Linked DNA regions of Sus scrofa: regions 1, 2 and 4 are each linked to region 3. The links are chromatin contacts, called in public Hi-C and promoter capture Hi-C maps. All regions are on one chromosome and are shown on one strand. The core of a region is the stretch at or near the end of the contact, and the rest is flanking DNA. Distances in the headings are between cores, read along the strand shown.

Region 1 (2,700 bases), core at 107-2,606, 860 kb before region 3:
CAGAAGTAGGGATGAGGTCCAGCTACTCCCATGACTTGTCAGACGCTTGGCTATTGGAACTCGATTGGAGACATAATCTTTTCAAAATGGCATATGCTTGTGAAATATACGCAGCTCCCCCCATCCTCCAGCCTGGATAAGAGTTTCCACTCTCCATTATTCTTTATTTTTAAAGAGCTGCCGGGAAGGCCAGGGTGAGCTCATGACATTCTAGAGCATTTTGCAATCTGTGACTGTCCACTCGCCAGCCGGCAGAGCAGCCACACAGAAGGGCTACTTCAAAGAGCAGGTGGGATCCTGCACGTCAGACACAGGTTCAGGCGGCCTCTGCTAGAGCCCTTTGAGAGACAGTAAACCATATGGTTCTCTTAACTAGGTTACCTATTGCTTCCTGCCCTCTCGTGACATCATTTATCTAGTGGGCACATCATGTCTTTCCCCCTTTCTTTCCCTTTGGTCGCCAAGTGTCTAAGCTGCCAATAATACTGACTTGAAAGGTTGGGATGGGAGGCAGCCCATGTTGCCGTCATTCAATGTGAAAAGTGAAGCGACAAGAGAGAAAGCTGTTTTTTCCATCTGTGCCAGTCAGGAGGTGTCCTGGCTGCCGAGACCACCTAGCAAGCGCCAGATGCTTTACTGAACACTTTGTATGTGGAATCTAGCCAGTCCTTCCAATGCCAGGCGGCAGAAACTCTTTCAGCTGAGGAAGTGTATCTCGGAGATGTTAGGAAAAGCTTGCCCAAAGTCACAGGGCGGGTCAGTGCCGGCACCAGCCTTTGAACCCAAACCCAAACAGGAAGCTGCCATTGGAACAACCCTGAATTCAAGCTAGAATGTCCCATGAGGTGGTCAAGGACCTTAGGGAGAGGGCCACCAGGCTTGGAAAGTTTGCAGAGCAGTGTCTGGAGGTGAACCTGGCTTTCAGCGAACTTTCGTGCAGATACTCAGACCCACGTGTGGCCTCTCTGGGTGAGAAAAAGACAGAAGACGCTGCAGGGCCATTCCTTTCACCAGTGGGACTCAGGGAGCCCAGGCCGTCCCTGGAGACTAATCTTTCACCCCCAAAATGTGATGTTTAGGGGCTCAGAGACACTCCTGAAATCCAGGGGGCCAGATGGCAAGCCCAAAGCCGGGCTCCTCCCTCGGGGAATGTTAGGATGCAGGGCCACTCTCAGAGGATATTTTAATTTTCACATGATGGTGGGAATTTCTAGTCTCCCAGGGGTGGTGGGGGATGAAGGCTCCCTCTGTGATGCGGGGATCAGAGAAGGTTCTGGAAGGGAACCTAGCAAGGACCTGGCTCAACTCCTCATTACACTGGTGGAAATGCAGAGGCCTCAGACAGGAGAAAGCTGGCTCTGGGCTTTGTCAACATAACCGTTGAGCGTAGTTCAGTACATTCCTATTGTTGTGCAGCCATCACCACTCTCCATCTGCACAACGTCTTCATCCCAAACTGAAACTCATCCTTCATTTTTATACACTTCGTGCGCTTGCCGTGTTCCCGTTTCACGCGTATTAACTCATTTCACGCTCACAGCACTGCGAGATGGGCCCTACCACCGTCTCCACTTTACAGACGAGAAAACCAAGGCGGGAGAGGTCAAGATGGTGTAGACATGGAAATAGCAGAGTTGGACTTCACATTTAGGATTCCTAGCTCAAAGTCGGAGTGCCTGACAACGACAGAGGTTTCCGGAACTTTGCACGGGGTAGGCCGCTGGGGCCATCCCCTTCCCTCCCACTCTGCTGCCACCCAGCAGACTAGGCAGGAAGAGGGGGCTCCCAGGACGGCAGGAGTGGGTAGGGAGGATGGCCAGGAGCTGGGGCTCCACCATCGTGGGCCACGTGGGGCAGGGGCAGGGACTGGAAAGCCTTCATTTTCCTCCTTCGAATTTAGCCTCTTAAGTAAATATTGAGGTTGGGGGGGTGGATTGAAGAGCTTTCTCATTATCTTCCTGGGAAGCAAGGTGCTCCTGAGGCCTGGCAGAGATTTGTAATGTGCAGCTGGGTGACTCAGGTCCACGCCCAATTATCAGGACCTTTCGGTGAGATTGAGCGATGTCACGTGTCACATGTCGCGTGTGGGGCTGGGGGAGGGGGTGGCCCTGGATTCAGAAGTATGTGCCTCAGCTCTGTCTGTGCAGTGCTGGTGGCCGGCCTGAAGGCATGGCTCCCTGTGGTGGACGGTTCAGTGTCCTCAGAGTCTCGGCCTCTCCTGGAGGCCACCTGCCTCTTGACCCTCAGCTTAGGCTCCCCCGCAGCTAGAGCACACAGGTCAAGGCTGAGCGGCAAGGGCTGATACCTTGATCCCGGCTTACGTCACGTCCCTTTGGGGTGTGCACCTGCTGTGCTAGCCATCAGCCAGGCTTGCTGTCATGTGCAGTCACCCAGGTACCTGGGGACAGAGGCTCTCAGAGGGTTTCTGGGCCAAAGCTCAGCAGGCCTCCATTTGGCATGGGATTTGCTCAAGGCCCCGTGCTTCCTTCTTAGGCAGAGAAAACTGAGTTGGGAGAAGGGAAAGTTCAGTGGAGGTAGCCTGGGGGACAACGTGGGGACCTCTGTTTTACTGAGCACTTGCTTGGTGCCAGGCTATATATTTCACAGTGTGGATCCCTTAATCCTCAGAGTTACTCTTTTTTTTGTTTGTTTTTTTGTTTTTTTTTTCTTTTTAGGGCCGCACTCACGACATATGGAAGT
Region 2 (2,700 bases), core at 64-2,563, 770 kb before region 3:
CTGTGAATATTGGGGTGTAGGTCTTTTTTGGATGAGAGTTTTTGTGTGTTCCAGATATATGCCAGAGAGTGGGATTGCTAGATCATAGGGTAGCTCTATTTTTAGTTTAGTAAGGGACCTCCATACTATTCTCCATAGTGGCTGCATCAATATACATTCCCACCAACATTGTAGGAGGGTTCCCTTTCCTCCACACCCTCTCCAGAATTTATTATTTGTAGACTTTTTGATGGTGGCCATTCTGACTGGTATGAGGTGAAACCTCATTGTAGTTTTGATTTGCATTTCTCTAACAATTAGTGATGTTGAGCATCTTTTCATCTGTATGCTTTCTTTGGAGAAATGTCTATTTAGGTCTTCTGCCCAATTTTTTGATTGGGTTGTTTGTTTTTTGATACTGAGCTATATGAGCTATTTGTATATTTTGGAAATTAGTCCCTTGTTTGTTTCATTGTTTGCAAATATCTTCTCCCATTCTATAGGTTGTATTTTCATTTTGCTTATGGTTTCCTTTGCTGTACAAGAGCTTCTAAGTTGGATTAAGTCCCATTTGTTTTTGTTTTTTTTTTTTGCTTTTATTTCTTTTGTCTTGGGAGACCGACCCAAGAGAACACTGCTATAATTTATGTCAGAGGATTTTGCCTGTATTCTCTTCTAGGAGTTTTATGGTGTCATGTCTTACACTTATGTCTTTAAGCTGTTAAGAGTTTATTTTTGTGTATGGTATGAGGGAGTGTCCTAACTTCGTTGATTTACATGCAGCTATCCAGCTTTTCCCAACATCACTTGCTTAGAGATTGTCTTTTCTCCATTGTATATTCTTGCCCCCTTTGTTGAAGAAGAATTGACCATAGGTGTGTGATCTGTCTTTTCTTTATACCAGTTACTGGTTGCAACTCCTCTAGTCTTCCCATTCTACCTCCGTAGAGTTGATAAAAAGCAAGAGGAAACATGCAGGATGGAAATAATCCTGACTTTGCTAGCCTCAGTTATTAAGTCATTTTGGGCGACAGTATGGGATGACTGAGTATCCGTTGTGCGGGGTAGGTAGTAGAGAAGGAAGAAAGCGGCATTATTCACACAAAGGGTCAGTCGTTCTGGGTTCTAGTCTTGACATTCACAAACCATCTCTATACAACATTTCCATTATTTAGTAAAGAAATCGGATCCAAGCTCTAAGGACCCTTCTAGCTCTTTCTCTTTGGGATTCTGTGACCTTACCTGTTGGGAGACTAGAAGTCCGTCACTCTCTGTCTAGTTAGCTTAGTATCATTCCACCAGGTGGCGATGTTTCATTAACCCCAAAGCACGTTGTCACGCTGGGAAAAAGCCAAGTTCTGCTGCTAGCTTTCTGTCCCCTGAATGTGAAGAAGAAGAAGGACTCTCCAAAGCTGTGGAGGAAAGAAGGAAATGTCCTCCTGAATAGGTTGGGCAGGTAACGCTGGAAACCAATAAAGCCCCATTTCTCCTCTCTGCAAGTTCTCGGAACTGCGGGTTAGAATTTTGCCTTCTGTGGTTGCGTATGGTGGGCACTCGGGGATGTTGGAACTGGTGGATCTTAGGGAGGCTTAGGGATAGTGGAGATATGCCCAGGCAGTGGGCTTGTGTGAGCCCTGCAAAAACTCCACCCAGAGAAGGGCACCAGATGCCAGGTATTCCTGGGCCAGGCAGGATTAGAAGTTGCTAGATGCATACACGAGTAGCTAGGATGACCCTTGCAGAATCAGGCTGCTTTATGAAGGTCAAAGATGAAAGACAGCAGCTTGTATTCCAGACTTCTCTTCATGCAGAGAGGGAAACTGAGGCCCAGTTCTTCTGATTCTACCTGCTTGCCAAATCGCTTTTTCCTTAAACATTTCAAATTGACTTTTTAATTTTCTTTTTTGGCCACCCTGTGGCATGTGGAGTTCCCGGGCCAGGGATCAGATCTGAGCTACAGTTATGACCTATGCTGCAGATGTGGCAACTCCAGATCCTTTAACCACTGTGCTGGCTGGGGATCAAACCCGCAGTCCTGGTGCTGCAGAGACACTGCCTATTGTGCCACAGTGGGAGCTCCTTAAATAGAAACATCTCTTCTCATGTGTTTAGCTGATTGTTCAAATACATCAAACAGCAGACCTATCTAGGAGGAGAGACAAGTCATTTCGGGTAACTTTTTATGAACCTGTTAAACAAATCTTAGTTGGGTTTTGTTTGGTGGTTTTTATCCATTTGATAATATAATAATGAGCATGCAGAAGTTCCTGGGCCACGGATTGAACCCTAACCATAGCAGTGACCCAAGCCACAGCAATGACAATGCCAAATTCTTTATTTTATTTTATTTTTTTCTGTCTTTTGTCTTTTTAGGGCTGCACCTATGGCATATGGAGGTTCCCAGGCTAGGGGTCTAATCCGAGTTGTAGCCTCCAGCCTACAGCACAGCCACAGCAAAGAGGGATCTGAGCCGTGTCTGTGACCTACACCACAGCTCATGGCAGCATCAGATCCTTTACCCACTGAGGATCTAACCAGGATCAAGGCCAGGGATCTAACCCAAAACCTCATGGTTCCTAGTCAGATTCGTTTCCTCTACGTCACAGTAGGAACTCCAGACAATGCCAAATTCTTAATCCACTAGGCCATCAGGGAACTCTCAGGAACATTTATTTGTTCATTGTTTTCTATAGATCAGGCTCTGATCTAAGCACTTGACAT
Region 3 (2,700 bases), core at 3-2,502:
TAGGTGTGCAAGGGAACGTGTGTGTGCGTGCGTGCGTGCGCGCGTGTGCGGTGGGTGTGAACGCCGGGGGAGGCGGTGGAGGTCGCTGCGCCCTGGCTCAGCGCCGGCCGGGGAGGGGTTGCAAGGTTTAGCCCCGCTGGAGCTGGGGATTTGCGGGCGATCCCTCTCTATTTTAGTAGAGAGCTGACATCACCAGCGCCTCTGCTTCGGGAGACTCCTTTAACTGCCGCCCCCTCGCCCCCCAGCTCCAGCCGCGGTCCCTCCTCCGCCATCCCGCCCCCGCCCCCGCCCAGCCTCTCGCCATAAACTAGCCAAATAAGAAGCCCCGCTGGTCTCCTGGGAAGGCCTGGGCCGCCGGTGGCAGGAGCCCAGGATCTAAGGAGTCGCTATTGTTTCCTCTCAAGCCCGCGTGGCCCGGGGTCACCCGGCTGTGGGTAAAACGCAAGCCAAGGCGTGAAGACCTGGGATGCCCCTCCGTCCCCGCCTCCCTCGAGCAGCCCCCAGCGCTACGCCTCACTCCTTGGCACACTTGCTCAGACTCACATTACTCCCAAGCTCATCCTCACAGGCTGCACACCCGCCCCAACTTCCCACGTCCTGGGTACCAGGCCCCGCGGAACCCGAGCGGCCGAAGCTTTTGAGTAGCGCGGCCACAACACAGCCCAGCCGGGCGCCCTCCCCCACCGCGGCCCGAATAAATCTCTGGCCTTCAATTATGCATGGGGATTAATATTAATGCAGTTCCCTAGGGGCCGCTGGCGGGGTGCTGGGGAGGCCGCAGTTTTTTTTTTTTTAAGCCGAGGGAGGTCGGCCTCGGGGGCGCTGGCGGAGAAGGCGCGGAGCGATGGCGAGGCAAGCGGAGAGGAAGGGTTTCCACCCACTCGGCTCCGTTTGCCGTCGGCTTCTGTGCCCCGGGGGCGGCGCGCGGAGACAGATGGGCTCGGTCAAGGGAGGATTGGAGCTTCCCCGCCGGCTTTGCATAATAATGACGAAATCCGTGCAGGTTTTATTATCTCTGGGACAAGGCGGACACCTCCAGCTCCACCACTTCCCCACGCTGCGACCTACGGGGAGAGAAAGACTCACTTTCCTCGTCTGGAAAATGGGGCCAAATTAACCCCCTTTGCTGGGCCGAAGTGAAAATTAAAAGGGCTCTCTCTTGAGAGAAAGAGATCTGCAAAGTGTCAGCGCGCCGATGTCAGTGCGGCAAGCCAGTCCCTTAGAACCTGCGGGGCTCCTCTGGGCAGGGTCTGAGATACGGGTATCGTCCTCCGTCGCCGCCTCCCTAGTCTTATTCCCAGAAAGAGGCGCTTTCCAGCTCTGAGGCTTTTTCGAAGACCGAATGCAGCAGCGGGCCACGTAGAAGCTCGCGGAGTTTATCCTGGGGACTGTGCCAGGGAAGCCCGAGTCCCAGCAGGGCGCGCGCGGCTTCGTGGTGAAGTGCCGACTGCTGCTATCCGAAAGCCTTAGTTCTTCACCTTCCCCTGGAGTAATCCGGGAGGAAATTCCTCAATTTCTTTTCATCCCATCTGCAAAATGGGAGTACCGTTCCCAACCTCTCAGTGCTGAAAAAAAGAAATGAAATGTAAAAGGTACGCAAATCTCTTCCACTAGAGGCTGGCACCCGGTAAATGGCTATGTTTGGGAACCTTGACATCCCATCCAATGCTTTCGAAACATTTGCATTCAGCTGCCCTTAAAGAGGCGGCCTGTTAAATTATGTGGAATATGCCACAGATAATTCTGGATAATAATCATTAGCTAGAAGGAACCGATTTCTTTTTCCTCGCTCCAGAGGGTCTTCATTTTTCAAGCAAATTGGAGCAGTGCTTTTCAGTACTAACTGCACATTAAAATATAATGAGAAAGTTTCTTTCAAAACAATAATGCCCAGGCCACCTTCCCAGATCTGGGTTCCGTCCGTCTGGAGCAGGGCTCTGACTCAGGGTTTGTATTTTTTGTTTGTTTGTTTTTCACTTCCCCATGTGATTTTTATCCTGCTGTGCAGCCAGCATCAGGAAGCACAGGAGGAGAAATGGTTCAGAAACACAGCCTCCAAGAGTAGTTGAAGCAAACTGGTGTGTTTAGCCTTTGGAAAGACAAAAGGAAGATACAGCTGGGATTCAGTCTCTAGCCTGGGAAATTCCATATGCCATGGGTGCAGCCATAAAAAAAAATACAGTAAAAAATAAATAAAAATTAAATAATGCCACCTCATGGTTGCTGTGAAGTTAAATAAGATAGCTAATGTGTAGGAAGGGCTTAGTTCTGAGCCTCGCACATCTTGGGTGCTCAATAAAGGGTCATCCTAGACATGTGGGAGCAGCACCATCCACCCCATTTAATTTCCCACTGAGCCCACATGAAAATCTAGCCTCCCCTAAAGCTGCCTAGAGGATGACCCCCTTAATTCTTCTCCGTCTTCACCACAAACTACAAATCTCCCAGCCCACATTAAGTCAATAAAGCTCTGGTATGAGGACAGAATGAAGTCAACCCCACAAGTCAGCAGGAACATTTTGGAATTTCCTAGTATCTCTCAGTGTCCTCCAGGGATTCTGTGATTATGGCTAAAGCAGAAGGAATGGGATGCTCTGACATTTGCATATAGATTTACCTTTCTTAAGTCTCACTCACAGGATCTCAAACTTAGGATGAATAAAAACTACTCTGCAGGACTAAATGCAAAGAAATAAACTG
Region 4 (2,710 bases), core at 47-2,546, 740 kb before region 3:
TGTGCAGAAGCCATGCGGGTGGGTCCACCGCATATGGGATGTACCCCAGAGGTACGGTTGGAGACCGTGGGACTTAGGACATAGGTGGAGACCAAGTGGTGGGGGGACCGGTAACAGTGTGCCCTCAGGAAGTTGGAACTATAGGTCTTTAAGCCATTATTTTCCAAACTTCAATCACTAATATTTTATTATCACTTTTTTTTTTTTTGCCATGTCTATGTACCCATTTATATTATTGGCTCAATCATTTTCATTTTGGCTTAGTTTGACTCTCTTTTTTACTTGTTTTCCCATCAAAAACATATAACCATTAAAATAGAAATTATTGCTTGTGTTCAAAATCATCTCGCCAACCACCCTTGGTAGCTGTGTCCTCTGAGGAACGTAGCTCCACAGACGGGGAAACTGGCAAAGATTTCTGAATAAGGGCATGATCTGGTTGCTTTTCGAGAAGGTGGCCAACATGAAGAATGGAAATGTGGGTATAAAATTCTGGTCCCGTTGTGCTTAAAATGGTAAGAAATGTTACCAAGTGAGTTTTGGGGACATCTCACAGTTTCTCTACGGACTTCAGGATGAAAGATACCGAAACTCCTCTCTCTCTGCCCATTTCCTTCTTGGTCTCACTTCACCTTCTTTCCCGGCAACTCTCCCTACCGCCCCATGTGCCCTGCCAACAGGTCTGAGGTGTGGAGGTGGGTTGCAGTCAGAGCAATGAGTGGTCCACTCGGAGTCAGGCAGTGCAGTGACCCATGGTGGGTCTGGATGACGGGCAATTGTGTCCATGTTGGCACAGTGCTGAGGCTTCCTAGGCTCGTCTTACCTGGTGGTTCAAAGAATGTCACCCCCAGCCAAGGCTGAAGTTCACAGAGCATTGACCCATCCCCTAACAAGCCTATTTTCCCCAGCTGGGCATTCAGCGTCCAAGTTAAGGTGACCTGCCAAGCTGGAAAGAAAAGGAATTAGCAAAACCCAGGAATTTGCCGAGGGCGCCCCTCCTCCACCACAACCACACACAATTGTGAGAGCTAAGGTTTGACTCCCTGAGATTTTCTGCTCTAGTGGTTCTGGCAGTCCCTGGAGACGCACAAACTGGTGAATCTGAGGGCTCTAACCCTTGGGCAGACTTTGAGGGGTTTTGGTGTGGATGGAAAAAGTCCTTCATCACTTCGGTGTTGACGGAGAAGGTCCCTGGCAAGCAGACCATGCCCTTCTGGCACGTTCACCTTGTCAGGGGTGGCTCTGGCCCGCGCCCTCCGAGTCGCGTCCTTTGCAGCCGAACAGAGCTCAGCGGCCGCCATCTTTTCCACTGTGAGGAAGTGAGTAGCCCGGGGCTGGTCCCTTTCGCTCGGGGTCGTCCTCCCGAGAGAAGTGTTCAGATGAACTGACTGTGCATATTTTTGGTTCAGTTTACAGAGGAGTTCCTTATTTCGGTTTCACTGTACACCCACCTACACAATATCTTTTGGTTCTCAGAATTTCAGAGCTATTAACCTCCAACCTGAAATTAGGATTCTCATAAAACTTTCCTGGGGCACTGTCATAAAAGAAACGAGGTCTCAAAATAAGTATTTGGCATACGGTTCTCGTCCAGGAAGACAGATTGACTAATTTCAAACCCCCGTATGTGATGGCTATGGATGGGGAGGGGGGAGGGGAAGGGGAGAAAAATCATAGACATGCCATAATACACATTGCGAGATTTCATCTGGATTTCCCCTCAATATGGAATTATTCAGAAATAATTCCAAGGGTTTCTATCTTGGCATTCACCAATGTGCAGGTGCATATGTTTTGAATGGACTGAATGAGTCATTTATTTATGCAAATGAGGTTTTTGCATCGTCCCAATGGATGTGCTTGTCAGCCCTTGGATATCATTTCCAGAAGGTTTCTAGATGCATTCTTTGCAGAGGCTCGAGCAGGTCCAGAATTCCTAATTTCTGTCTGGAAGGCATATAGGAGCAGAATCTGGCTGGTTAGCATTTTACGTTTTCTTGAGACACCCAATTGCTCATAAAGAATGGGGATTGAGAAACTGACAGCAACCCCCACCCCCAGCTAGTGTCCACGACTGCCCTCAACCTTCATATTTAATGCCCTCGTCATCCCTCCAACTCTTCACTCTACGCTTCTGCCATTTCTCGATCTAGATGCCTAAGGGCGTCTCACTGTGGTGCTTAGCCTGCCTAGCCGCTGATGGGGGGTGGAGTGACCTTTGTGTCAGAAGAGACTCATGACTTCCCAGACAAGACCAGGTCACAACTTTTTCCAATGGGCTTCCCCTCTAGTCTTATTCTGAGCATTTTGACTTTTTAAATATTTGGTATGGAAGGGCAGGGGCTGAAAACTGTCCCATAAGATCCAGACTTGTTTGCCTGTTTCCTACTTTTTTTTCATTTCAACTTTATAATCTCAGTCTTCCAAGAAATATTCACATTTTCAATTGCTTTCCAGAACTGAGCTTCATTTTCCCTGTTCCTGTAAGATATTATAATGCAAATTTCAGCACATTGTTAAGCTTCTCTTTAAAATTTTTTTTATTTTATGACTTTCATTTTTTCCATTATAGTTGATTTACAGTGTTCTGTCAATTTCTACTGTACAGCAAAACAACCCAGTCATACGTATATATGTATACACATTCATATTTATATATATAAGAATATATGTGTGTGTGTGTATATATATATGTATATGTATGCTTTTT

What was found. Promoter capture Hi-C pulls out the DNA fragments that hold promoters and counts their contacts. A called contact is a pair of places that touch in the nucleus more often than the background predicts.
Region 1: a contact with region 3 is called in a promoter capture Hi-C map of liver, with 7 times the contacts expected there. The contact joins the enhancer-like site here to the promoter of SLC1A2 in region 3. A contact is called at or near these places in 2 of 5 promoter capture datasets (fetal skeletal muscle and liver), 6 of 47 Hi-C or Micro-C datasets (embryonic fibroblasts, mesenteric adipose tissue, omental adipose tissue and 2 more) and 1 of 2 datasets of contacts at active chromatin or transcription factors (alveolar macrophages).
Region 2: a Hi-C map of alveolar macrophages shows a contact between it and region 3, with 3 times the contacts expected there. The contact joins the enhancer-like site here to the promoter of SLC1A2 in region 3. A contact is called at or near these places in 2 of 5 promoter capture datasets (fetal liver and liver), 9 of 47 Hi-C or Micro-C datasets (alveolar macrophages, embryonic fibroblasts, heart right ventricle and 5 more) and 1 of 2 datasets of contacts at active chromatin or transcription factors (alveolar macrophages).
Region 4: a contact with region 3 is called in a promoter capture Hi-C map of liver, with 6 times the contacts expected there. The contact joins the promoter of EHF here to the promoter of SLC1A2 in region 3. A contact is called at or near these places in 2 of 5 promoter capture datasets (fetal liver and liver) and 1 of 2 datasets of contacts at active chromatin or transcription factors (alveolar macrophages).

What each region holds. Positions count from the first base shown.
Region 1 is chr2:26,465,612-26,468,311 of Sscrofa11.1, reverse strand. All of the region lies in intron 2 of ELF5 (E74 like ETS transcription factor 5), which reads right to left. All of the region lies in intron 1 of LOC106509379 (a long non-coding RNA gene), which reads left to right. Among named protein-coding and RNA genes, the nearest start is that of ELF5, 9.9 kb to the right of the region's middle. Within about 2 kb of position 1,356, at least 3 of the 83 cell types and tissues checked have an H3K27ac peak or open chromatin away from gene starts, as enhancers often do. A contact at or near this core is called in liver, where this site is marked.
Region 2 is chr2:26,369,999-26,372,698 of Sscrofa11.1, reverse strand. No RefSeq gene overlaps it. Among named protein-coding and RNA genes, the nearest start is that of EHF, 31 kb to the right of the region's middle. Within about 2 kb of position 1,313, at least 5 of the 83 cell types and tissues checked have an H3K27ac peak or open chromatin away from gene starts, as enhancers often do. A contact at or near this core is called in alveolar macrophages, where this site is marked.
Region 3 is chr2:25,602,444-25,605,143 of Sscrofa11.1, reverse strand. SLC1A2 (excitatory amino acid transporter 2) reads right to left here and starts at 1,252. Exons shown (of 11, transcript XM_003480708.4): 1 at 1-1,252.
Region 4 is chr2:26,338,808-26,341,517 of Sscrofa11.1, reverse strand. EHF (ETS homologous factor) reads left to right here and starts at 1,296. Exons shown (of 10, transcript XM_013994435.2): 1 at 1,296-1,319.